Linked DNA regions of Mus musculus: region 2 is linked to region 1. Evidence: chromatin contacts called from public Hi-C data. All regions are on one chromosome and are shown on one strand. Each heading gives the region's core, a stretch centred on a gene start, on an enhancer-like site or on the middle of the called end of the contact. The rest is flanking DNA. Distances are from core to core; before and after follow the strand shown. Region 1 holds the start of Mt1 (metallothionein 1). Region 2 holds the start of Psme3ip1 (proteasome activator subunit 3 interacting protein 1).

What was found. A called contact is a pair of places that touch in the nucleus more often than the background predicts.
Region 2: a Hi-C map of pro-B cells shows a contact between it and region 1, with 2.3 times the contacts expected there. The contact joins the promoter of Psme3ip1 here to the promoter of Mt1 in region 1. A contact is called at or near these places in 1 of 39 promoter capture datasets (liver), 3 of 484 Hi-C or Micro-C datasets (the G1E-ER4 cell line, embryonic stem cells and pro-B cells), 5 of 115 datasets of contacts at active chromatin or transcription factors (bone marrow-derived macrophages, embryonic stem cells, large pre-B cells and 2 more) and 1 of 9 other capture datasets (liver).

What each region holds. Positions count from the first base shown.
Region 1 is chr8:94,177,257-94,182,193 of GRCm38.p6, forward strand. Mt1 (metallothionein 1) reads left to right here and starts at 1,833. Exons shown (of 3, transcript NM_013602.3): 1 at 1,833-2,082; 2 at 2,567-2,632; 3 at 2,846-3,071. The coding sequence starts at 2,055. The coding sequence ends at 2,937.
Region 2 is chr8:94,598,134-94,603,153 of GRCm38.p6, forward strand. It overlaps Psme3ip1 (proteasome activator subunit 3 interacting protein 1), which reads right to left and starts at 3,593. Exons shown (of 8, transcript NM_028221.4): 1 at 3,364-3,593. It overlaps Rspry1 (ring finger and SPRY domain containing 1), which reads left to right and starts at 3,808. Exons shown (of 15, transcript NM_026274.4): 1 at 3,808-4,297. LOC115486880 reads right to left here and starts at 4,758. Exons shown (of 2, transcript XM_030243886.1): 1 at 4,680-4,758; 2 at 3,483-4,512. The coding sequence starts at 4,758. The coding sequence ends at 3,803.

The DNA of each region.
Region 1 (4,937 bases), core at 583-3,082:
ACCCTAGGAGCCAGCAGTCCCTGCCTTTGCAGAATCACTGATGTCTCTGACGTGAGATCTCTGCTTAGGAGTTGCCCTTGAGTGCTTGGAATTTGTCTCTAGCCCAGGCTGAAATCCTCTGCTCTTTCCAAGCCCAGTCCTTAGCTACTTAAAACCAGTAAATTCATGAGATCTGGAGAGAACTGACCAACATTAGTCAAGCAAGAATTCTGGTTTTTTTGTTTGTTTGTTTGGTTTTGGTTTTTGGTTTTTCGAGACAGGGTTTCTCTATATAGCCCTAGCTGTCCTGGAACTCACTTTGTTGACCAGGCTGGCCTCGAACTCAGAAATCCGCCTGCCTCTGCCTCCTGAGTGCTGGGATCAAAGGCGTGCGCCACCAACACCCGGCTTGTTTTTTTTTTTTTTTTTTAATCTTTAATCACTTCCTTATTAACTTTTGAAATAGGATCTCATTTGTGTGGCCCTGGCTGGCCTTGAATTTTGCAGAGATCATCTGCCTCTGACTTCTAAGAGCTGAGATTAAAGAGCTACCCTAAGGCAAGAATTTAACTGTATAGATAAAGACTCAGTTCCAAATGAAGGTTTTTTTTTGGATCTTCCCACGCAGAGGGTATTGCTGTGTTGTCTCCTCCAAGAGGAAATATCCGGAGGAAGGAGAAACGCCCTGGGTAATATTATACTACCAAACCAGTGGGTTGATAATAGAAAGACACTTGTATCTAAACCACCATGAAGGAGGAGGAAGAGGAGGAGGGGGGAGGAGGAGAAAAAGGAAGAAGAGAGGAGAAAGAAGGGGAGAAGAACGGAGAAGAGGAGGAAGAAGAGGAGGAAGAGGGAGAGGGGGAAGAGGAGGGGGAAGTGTGTGTGTGGGGGGGGGGAGTGTCATAGCCCAGCACCTGGTGCCTTCTCTGCCTACAGATGAACTTTGTACAGAATCACAGCAAGAGAACGTGGGACAAATACAGGAGCGTTAGTGCCAGGCAGTGCTGGTTCACAGCCGTTGTACTACTGACTGGATATATGGCCTGGGCAAGTCACTGAACCTCTGAATCCTCTGTCCTTGTGTGTAAATAGAATTTGCATCTCTCTATAGGTATTAAATGAGAAATTGGTTTAACTCCTGGTTCTGGCATAATAGACATATTGCTGGTGGTGGTTCTACCACAGTTAAGCAAAAACCTGCCCAAAGTCGTATAGCTCAGAAGTGATGGTATGCATGAGCCAACAGTGTAGCTGTTCTCTTGCCCAGGACACAAGGCCTGCCTGACAGCAGACTCTAATGTTACTCAAAATCAGAAGCATTAAAAAAAAAAGAAAGAAAGAAATAGCTGACTTTATTTTTTTTATCTAATGCAGTCCCCACCTAAAATGATCTCTCTGGAGGGAGGGTACCTTGGTTTTTAAAACCAGCCTGGAGTAGAGCAGATGGGTTAAGGTGAGTGACCCCTCAGCCCTGGACATTCTTAGATGAGCCCCCTCAGGAGTAGAGAATAATGTTGAGATGAGTTCTGTTGGCTAAAATAATCAAGGCTAGTCTTTATAAAACTGTCTCCTCTTCTCCTAGCTTCGATCCAGAGAGAGACCTGGGCGGAGCTGGTCGCTGCTCAGGAACTCCAGGAAAGGAGAAGCTGAGGTTACCACGCTGCGAATGGGTTTACGGAGATAGCTGGCTTTCCGGGGTGAGTTCTCGTAAACTCCAGAGCAGCGATAGGCCGTAATATCGGGGAAAGCACTATAGGGACATGATGTTCCACACGTCACATGGGTCGTCCTATCCGAGCCAGTCGTGCCAAAGGGGCGGTCCCGCTGTGCACACTGGCGCTCCAGGGAGCTCTGCACTCCGCCCGAAAAGTGCGCTCGGCTCTGCCAAGGACGCGGGGCGCGTGACTATGCGTGGGCTGGAGCAACCGCCTGCTGGGTGCAAACCCTTTGCGCCCGGACTCGTCCAACGACTATAAAGAGGGCAGGCTGTCCTCTAAGCGTCACCACGACTTCAACGTCCTGAGTACCTTCTCCTCACTTACTCCGTAGCTCCAGCTTCACCAGATCTCGGAATGGACCCCAACTGCTCCTGCTCCACCGGTAAGACTCCCGATCCTTGGTCTTTAGAATACCAAGTTGGGACCGCAGAGCGGAATCCCCGAGTTGTAGAGGCTTGGCGGGAATAGGCACCTTTAGTTGGCGATTCATTCCGGTTCTTTCTAGAATCCGCTCTTGCAAAAGCCTTCATTAGTTACGAGTATTGTCGAACGGGTCCTTTGGCGGGGTTGGGGCTAGGATTTAGACGCGCAAATGTCCGGTTCCTGATCACCCAGTTAGTGGGGACATCTGGGTTGAGTCCCAGGCATTACTAAACTTACTGTGAATTGCTTGAATTAAGAAAGAGGTGAAGGACCTTTATGTCTTGGGACTCAAAGACATAATCCCTGACTTAACCTGTGAGGAGAAAAGTGGGGCTAGGCTCCCTGCAGCTCCGAGGAGGACTTAGTGAACTGAGCCGGGACTCGTGGTGTTGGCCACTGCTGTAATGCTGCCTCCCTCATGCTGTCTTCTTTCTCCTCCCCAGGCGGCTCCTGCACTTGCACCAGCTCCTGCGCCTGCAAGAACTGCAAGTGCACCTCCTGCAAGAAGAGTGAGTTGGGACACCTTGGGTGGCGGCTAAGGCTAGGGGCGGGGAACTCCTACAAAACTGGCTCTGAGAAATGTCCTTTGCTTCCCGGAGGCCATTGTATTGTCTCGGGGACAGAACTATACAGAGAACTATTTAAAAAAACCGAGGTCTTCTCTGTTGGGGACAGGAAGCAGAGGTCTTCAGCCAGGCTGACCTCTTCCTCCTCCTTTCTAGGCTGCTGCTCCTGCTGTCCCGTGGGCTGCTCCAAATGTGCCCAGGGCTGTGTCTGCAAAGGCGCCGCGGACAAGTGCACGTGCTGTGCCTGATGTGACGAACAGCGCTGCCACCACGTGTAAATAGTATCGGACCAACCCAGCGTCTTCCTATACAGTTCCACCCTGTTTACTAAACCCCCGTTTTCTACCGAGTACGTGAATAATAAAAGCCTGTTTGAGTCTAACTCTGGTTTTCTTGGTGTGGTTTGGCAATAAGAAACTGGGGTGACTTGATAGTCTGGGGATCTGGTTTTGGACCCCCTCGTGCCTTTACCTCCCGCCTCTGGCCCTCACAGAGGGGTAATGTCTTTGGGTAAAGCCAAGCTATCCCATAAGCTTCCTCATGGAAAACAGCTGTGTGCCTGGTCAGGTCTTGTGTTAGGGGAAGGGAGGGAGGGAGGGTGGTCCTGGAAGACTTGATGTCCCATCCTGGAAGCACAGAAAATCTTATCATTTATATTCTCTTTGGATTCTGGTTTCCTCTCACATTGTTGGGTATAAGGAGGTGGGTATGAAAATTAACATAGGGTGTCTCGTATGCTAGGCAGGGACTAACACTGAACTAGATTCCAGAGGGGCTTTCTTGGCTGTTTTGACACAAGTTGCTTACCTTGTCCTAGAACTCATTCTGCAGTCCAGTCTGACCTTGAGTTTTTGATTCTCCTGCCTCAGCTTCCCAAGTACCTGGGATTACAGGAGTGACTGTGTCACCAGGCCATCTCCTATTCAGCCACCAAATGCAGACACTATTGCATATGCCATCAAGATTTTGCTGAAAGGACCCTGATAAAGCTGTCTCCTGTGAGGCTTTGCCAGTGCCCAGCAAACACAGAAGTGGATGCTCACAGTCAGCTATTGGATGGAACACAGGGCCCCCAATGGAGGAGCTAGAGAAAGTACCCAAGGAGCTAAAGGGATCTGCAACCCTATAGGTGGAACAGCAATCTGAACTAACCAGTACCCCCTGAACTCGTGTATCTAGCTTCGTATGTAGCAGAAGATGGCCTAGTTGGCCATCACTGGGAAGAGAGGACCCTTGGTCTAGCAAACTATATGCCCCAGTTCAGGGGAAAGCCAGGGCCAAGAAGTGGGAGTGAGTGGGTAGGGGAGCGGGGTGGGGGTAGGGGTGGGGTATAGGGGACTTTTGGGATAGCATTTGAAATATAAACGAAGAAAATATCCAAAAAAAAAAAGATGGAAAAAAAAGTGATAAAGAGCGTGGGTCCTGCCTGTAATCAAGATATTTGAGATGTAGCAGCAGGAAGGCCAGGAATTCAAGGCTAGGTATTAAGTTTTTTTTTTTTTTTTAAAGATTTATTTATTTATTATATGTAAGTACACTGTAGCTGTCTTCAGACACTCCAGAAGAGGGAGTCAGATCTTGTTACGGATGGTTGTGAGCCACCATGTGGTTGCTGGGATTTGAACTCCTGACCTTCGGAAGAGCAGTCGGGTGCTCTTACCCACTGAGCCATCTCACCAGCCCCAGGTATTAAGTTTTAGAGGGTAGCCTGGGCTACATGTGACCTTATGTCAAAAATAAGTGTCGCCGGGCGTGGTGGCACACTCCTTTAATCCCAGCACTTAGGAAGCAGAGGCAGGCAGATTTCTTGAGTTCGAGGCCAGCCAAGACTACACAGAGGAAACCCTGTCTCGGAAAAAAAAAAAGTGTCACAGAGTATGACAACTCCCAGATGTTTGGTCCCCAGATGTTCTACATACTTTGATTTTTAATTTGTGTGTATATGTGCCTGCCCATGCACACACACACACACACACACACACACACACAAGTGTTTGTGGTGAACGTGGAGGCCTGAGATCTTCATTACATCCCACCTTACTTTGTGAGAAGTGATCTTTTTTTTTTTTAAGATTTATTTATTTATTTATCATATGTAAGTACCCTGTAGCTGTCTTCTGACACTCCAGAAGAGGGAGTCAGACCTCATTACAGATGGTTGTGAACCACCATGTGGTTGCTGAGATTTGGACTCAGGACCTTCTGAAGAGTAGTCAGTGCTCTTGCCCACTGAGCCATCTCTCTAGCC
Region 2 (5,020 bases), core at 2,343-4,842, 420 kb after region 1:
TCTGGAGTGTCTGAAGACAGCTACAGTGTACTTACATATAATCAATAAATAAATCTTTAAAAAAATAAAAAAAATAAAGAGATACTATGCCGGGTGGTGGTGGCACAAAAAAAAAAAAAAAAAAAATTCTATTTAGCCGGGCAGTGGTGGCACATGCCTTTAATCTCAGCACTTGGGAGGCAGAGGCAGATGGATTTCTTAGTTCGAGGCCAGCCTGGTCTACACAGTGAGTTCCAGGACAGCCAGGGCTACACAGAGAAACCCTGTCTCAGGAAAAAAAAAAAAAAGCCAATAGCTGAAAGATAGGCCAATGGGTAAAATGCTTGCCAAACAAGCAGGAAAAGCTCAGTTTGAAGCTTCAGACCCCAAGTGCAGGACATGTCAGGTCACGCCTAGAATACTAGTGTTCCTGGAGATGGGATAGGAAGACCAGAAAACCCCCAGAAACTCGTGGGCCGGCTAGCCAGACATATGTGCTAGTAAACAGCTAAAGACTGTTTCAAACACGGTGGAAGTCAAGGTCTGGAGGGATGGCCCAGCAGTCAAGAGAGCTTGCTGCATCTCCAGAGGATAGATTCAGTTGCAGGCATAATACAGGTACAGAATTGCCTGTATCTCTAGCACCAGGGAATCTGGTGCCCTCTTATGATTCCCTCATATACCAGAGCGAGCGCACGCATGCACGCACGCACTCACGCACGCGCAAATCTAAAATACGTCTTAAAAGGAAAAAAAAAGTAGGAGAACCAACACCTGAAGTTATCCTCTGATACAACATGTAATATTGCGTGTAAATCTGCTCATACACACATACAAATATGTACATACACATATCAAAGACATCACATACAAAAGTAACTAAATGATAACTGTTAAACCAAAAAGATGGTGGAAACTTTGGATAAAATCTAGAAGGTGACAACCAGAAATTAAGCCCATGACTCAAGTAGATGCTTTCATCCTGAGGACTTCTCTGACCTGAACAATTCACTCTAGCAGTACTATGGAGAGGCAACAGAAGAATCAAGGGCAGCCCACAGGGTGTGCTCATAACCCTTCCCTCCCTATTGGAAACCGGGACCCAAGAATTACACGTTGAAAGGGAAGGGAGATAAGAATGAAAACTTTGGGAATAATGGACAAGAAAAACATCTATGGGAATTAAATACACGGATTACACAACAAATATACTTACGATATTTAAAATAAAAACCAAGCCTTGAAATTAACAGCAAAAATATGAAACTTCTTTTTAAAGTGATAAAAGTAAACAAAAACTTCAGGAGCTAAACCTACAGTGTTTAAGAGGGGACGTGGTGGCACACACCTTTATTCCCAGCACTGGAAAGGCAGAGGCAGTCAGATCTCTGTGAGTTCCAGGATAGCCTGGTTTATATAGCCAGTTTTAGGAGACCCAGGGCTAACTAGGGAGATTATGTCTCAAAAGACAAACACACCCCCCCCCCAAAGATTACAGTTTAATAACAGAGTTGGATCAGAAGAGAATTAATGAAGAAACTGCCCAGCCTGGAAATCTTGAGTTCTAGGCCACCTTGGGTAGCATAACAAGACCCTGCCAAAAAAAAAAAAAATAAAAAAAATAAAAAAAGCAAACAAAAACAGCTACTGGATACAAGAGTGAAAATGTGTGTGGAAGACAGTCGAACGCATCAATATATATGTGACTAGAACTTTACAGGATAAATCATTATTTCAATGTCAAAAAGGCTAATTCATATTGCCAAATATAGCATACACCTGTAATTTCAACACCTGAGAGAAAAAAAGGAAACAAAACAGGAGCTTAAGGTTATTTTTCCATACACATCAAACCCAAGGCCAGACTGTCTACAAGAGACTGTCTGAAAACAACCAAAAAAAAAAAAAAGATCAAATACCAAGATAATTGGAAAAAAAAAGCAACTCATGGTTTGAAGCATCATAATTGAAACTGCAAAACAAAGGTGAAAACACTTAGAAGCACTTCTAGAGGGAAACTGATCACATTCAAGAAGGAAGACGTGTCAATAAGGTGAACACACTAAAACTGATTAATCCTGCTTCCCTAAAAGCATATTACACTATATCCAAGCTTACAGTTGAATCACACTGTTCAATTATTTCACTGTCAATTTCTGAAGCTGAAGATTGCCTTTAAGCAAACGTACGGTGACAACGAAGGATGAAACCAGGTAAATGCTCCCCACATAATTCTTCCTTTTTTAAGACTTCAACTTCAGAGATAATTGGGCCATCCGACTTTCAGACCCTTACATATTATTCATAGCTCATCTTAGGCTCCAACTGAAACACAGGAGCTGCCTTTATTTCAACTCAGCTCCTTCTGTCATAGAAAGTTCTACAGATTCCTTTCAAATATCTCAGAAGCAGTACCCGCCAAACCATTTTGCTTGGTAGTTTATACTCTGCTTTGTTTTCTGGCAGTCTTGCTAAGGAAGCCAGGCCTGTCTCCAACTGACAGTCCCCCACACCCACACACAGCCTCGTGGTCCTAGGATTACAGGTACAAGCCACTACACGGAGCTCCTCCAAACCATTTTTATGATGTCTCTGGGGACACTTCAATAAATCAATTCACTTAACCAACGAAACTTGCTACACAGGTTGACAAGTCGCTGCAAATCCTACAGAGGTTCATATTAGACTTTGTGGGGTCCACTCTAGACTTAAACAATCAGACTGACCCAAGGGTGCAGCACAGGGTTTGCATTTTAAAACCAAGGGCCACAGACCTTGTGTTCCCCCAAGAAGCCATTTCCATGACCAATAGTTCTCCCTTTCCCTCTGCGTGGACTGGCATTCCAAGGGCACCAACTCTCAAAGAAGACATTTCAACGACCGGTTGTGTTCTAATAAAATAAGCACACAGCCTTGTTTCCTACTAGAAGAGAATGAGCGAGGCGCTGCAACGGGGAAATTTATTATGTACCCATCCTGCAACTACACACTTCGGGATTCAACGATGCTCAAGTCGGCATTCCACGTTTTCTAAGGAGCGAGGAGCTGCTCCGAATGGAACCGAGGCAGCAGCTCACTTTAGGCCTGATGGCTCCAGCTAACCGCAAAGTGCTGAAAGAAGACAAGGGGCCCGGCAGCTCGGGCGCGTAAGAAAGAGTCGGAACCTCCCACCACGACCGCCACGCCGTCCCGCAGACTCCCGCGGCTCCGCTCCGGAGTGGGCACCGCAAACTCCCAAGCCGGGCGACTCAGGACACCGCACTAGAAAGGACCGCGGGCTGGAGACAAACCTGGGCTCTAATCCTAACTCTGGCTTGGAGTTCACCCTCTCCACGGCCGAGAAGCCTGGTTTCGCCTCCCGGCGCGGACCCAGGCCGCACTCACCTACGAGAGCGCGGGAGGCGAGCCGCCCTCACCTCCGCGGCGCCTACCGTAAACCGTCGCCGCCAAGGCCACTCTCGCTCTTAAAAAACTAGAAAAGAAACCAAGAAAAGAACGACGGCTTAAAGGAAGAAAACACACTTCGCTATTGTATTCCTTTTGACCCTTCGGGGCTTCCTGTTCCTTACAGCCACAACACATTTCCACCCCGCTTCCGGCGGCATAGTCCAATCAACAGCTCTCTCCCTCCCCGAGCGCCTCGTGGAAATCCGGTGCTCCAAGACCGTATGGAGCGATCTGATTGGGTCGTTCGCCCTTCGGCAAGGGGATTAGCTGGTTCATTCCAGGCTGGCGGGCCGACCCGCGAGATCACGTGACACAAATCTTGACTGATGATTGGCTGTCTGAGAGAGAGGGCTTGCCACTGAGGAAGGGGCGTTTCCTAGGGGACTGAGGGAGGGCCCGGGCGGTGTGAAGCGGGGGTGGGCCCCTGCGCGTAATGGCAGTGCCGTGTCCCCGCGTCCATCTTTACCGCTCTCTTGGACCTGTCACAAAGGAGTCGCGCCGCTGTCGCTGTCCCCTCCCTCCGGTGGGCCCAGGAGCTAGTGCAAGTCAGTGCCACAGCCCGACCGCGCTGCTCTGGGAAGCCCCTTGGGGACGTGGCCGGGGAGGGAGCTTGAGGGCTAGCGACGCCTGTGAAGGAAGGGGACAGCCGCTGAAGCCTGGGTCGGAGAGACTGGACTGGGGCCGTGGCCGTCTCCGGGCAGGGGTCTTGGAGAGGGTGGCGTTGGTCAGAGCCTGGGAAGCAGCCGGCACACTCTCCTCCGAGGCCCGCGCTGGAGGCGCCTGAAAGCGGTTCCTGGAAGAGGGTGTTCCCCTTTAGGGGATCTTGACTGAAGGAGGTCCTGGGGTCACCCTCCCGAGGAGACTGGCTAAGGTGAGAAGCAGGTACCTCCTGGGGAGGCTCCGGACGCGGAGAGACCCTCGTTCGGGCTCCTCGGAACCGAAGGGGCCGAGGGGCGCACGTCGTGGGCAGGGATTCCTTCTGGGGAGTTTTGCGTTGCAGTGGGAAGCCGACTTCCCCTGGGATGGTCTGGTGTTGCCTTGGGGTGGAGAGTTCGACGTGAAGCGAGGCTGGGGAGAGTTCTTCGCCTTAGAGAGAGGCTGGAGGCGGGAGCCAGACCTAGCGGATTCTCCTACTCTCCAGGCCTGAGCTAAATATTAAGTAAAAAACCCTTGGGGAGGGCAGTCCTTTCCGTTGGAAAGCCCTAGATCGGGATGGTAAGCGGAAACGGGGATAGTCGGGGTTCTTCCCTCACTCTGGAGTCTGACTAGGTGTCCCAGAGTAAGGATTCTGCTGCCTCTGGCCTTCGCGCCAGAGTGGGACAGGGGAGTCATCCCACCAGCAGCACCCCCAAGCGAGCCTCCAAATTTGGCATTACTTCCTGCCGGGCCCGCTGTCTGCCTCACTTTCCCTGTTCTTACAGAGGGAGACCTAGTTAGAGCTACTGGGCTGAAACTCTTGAGATTCTGTCTTGCGCAGATGTCCGAGTAAGGTTTCGTCCCCTGGAGTGATGTACTTTGAACTTTTTTAAAGTTGGCAGTGTCTGTTACCGTCTGAGTAGAGTCGTGCAGTCTCCCAGGCTCCTCACTTAACCCA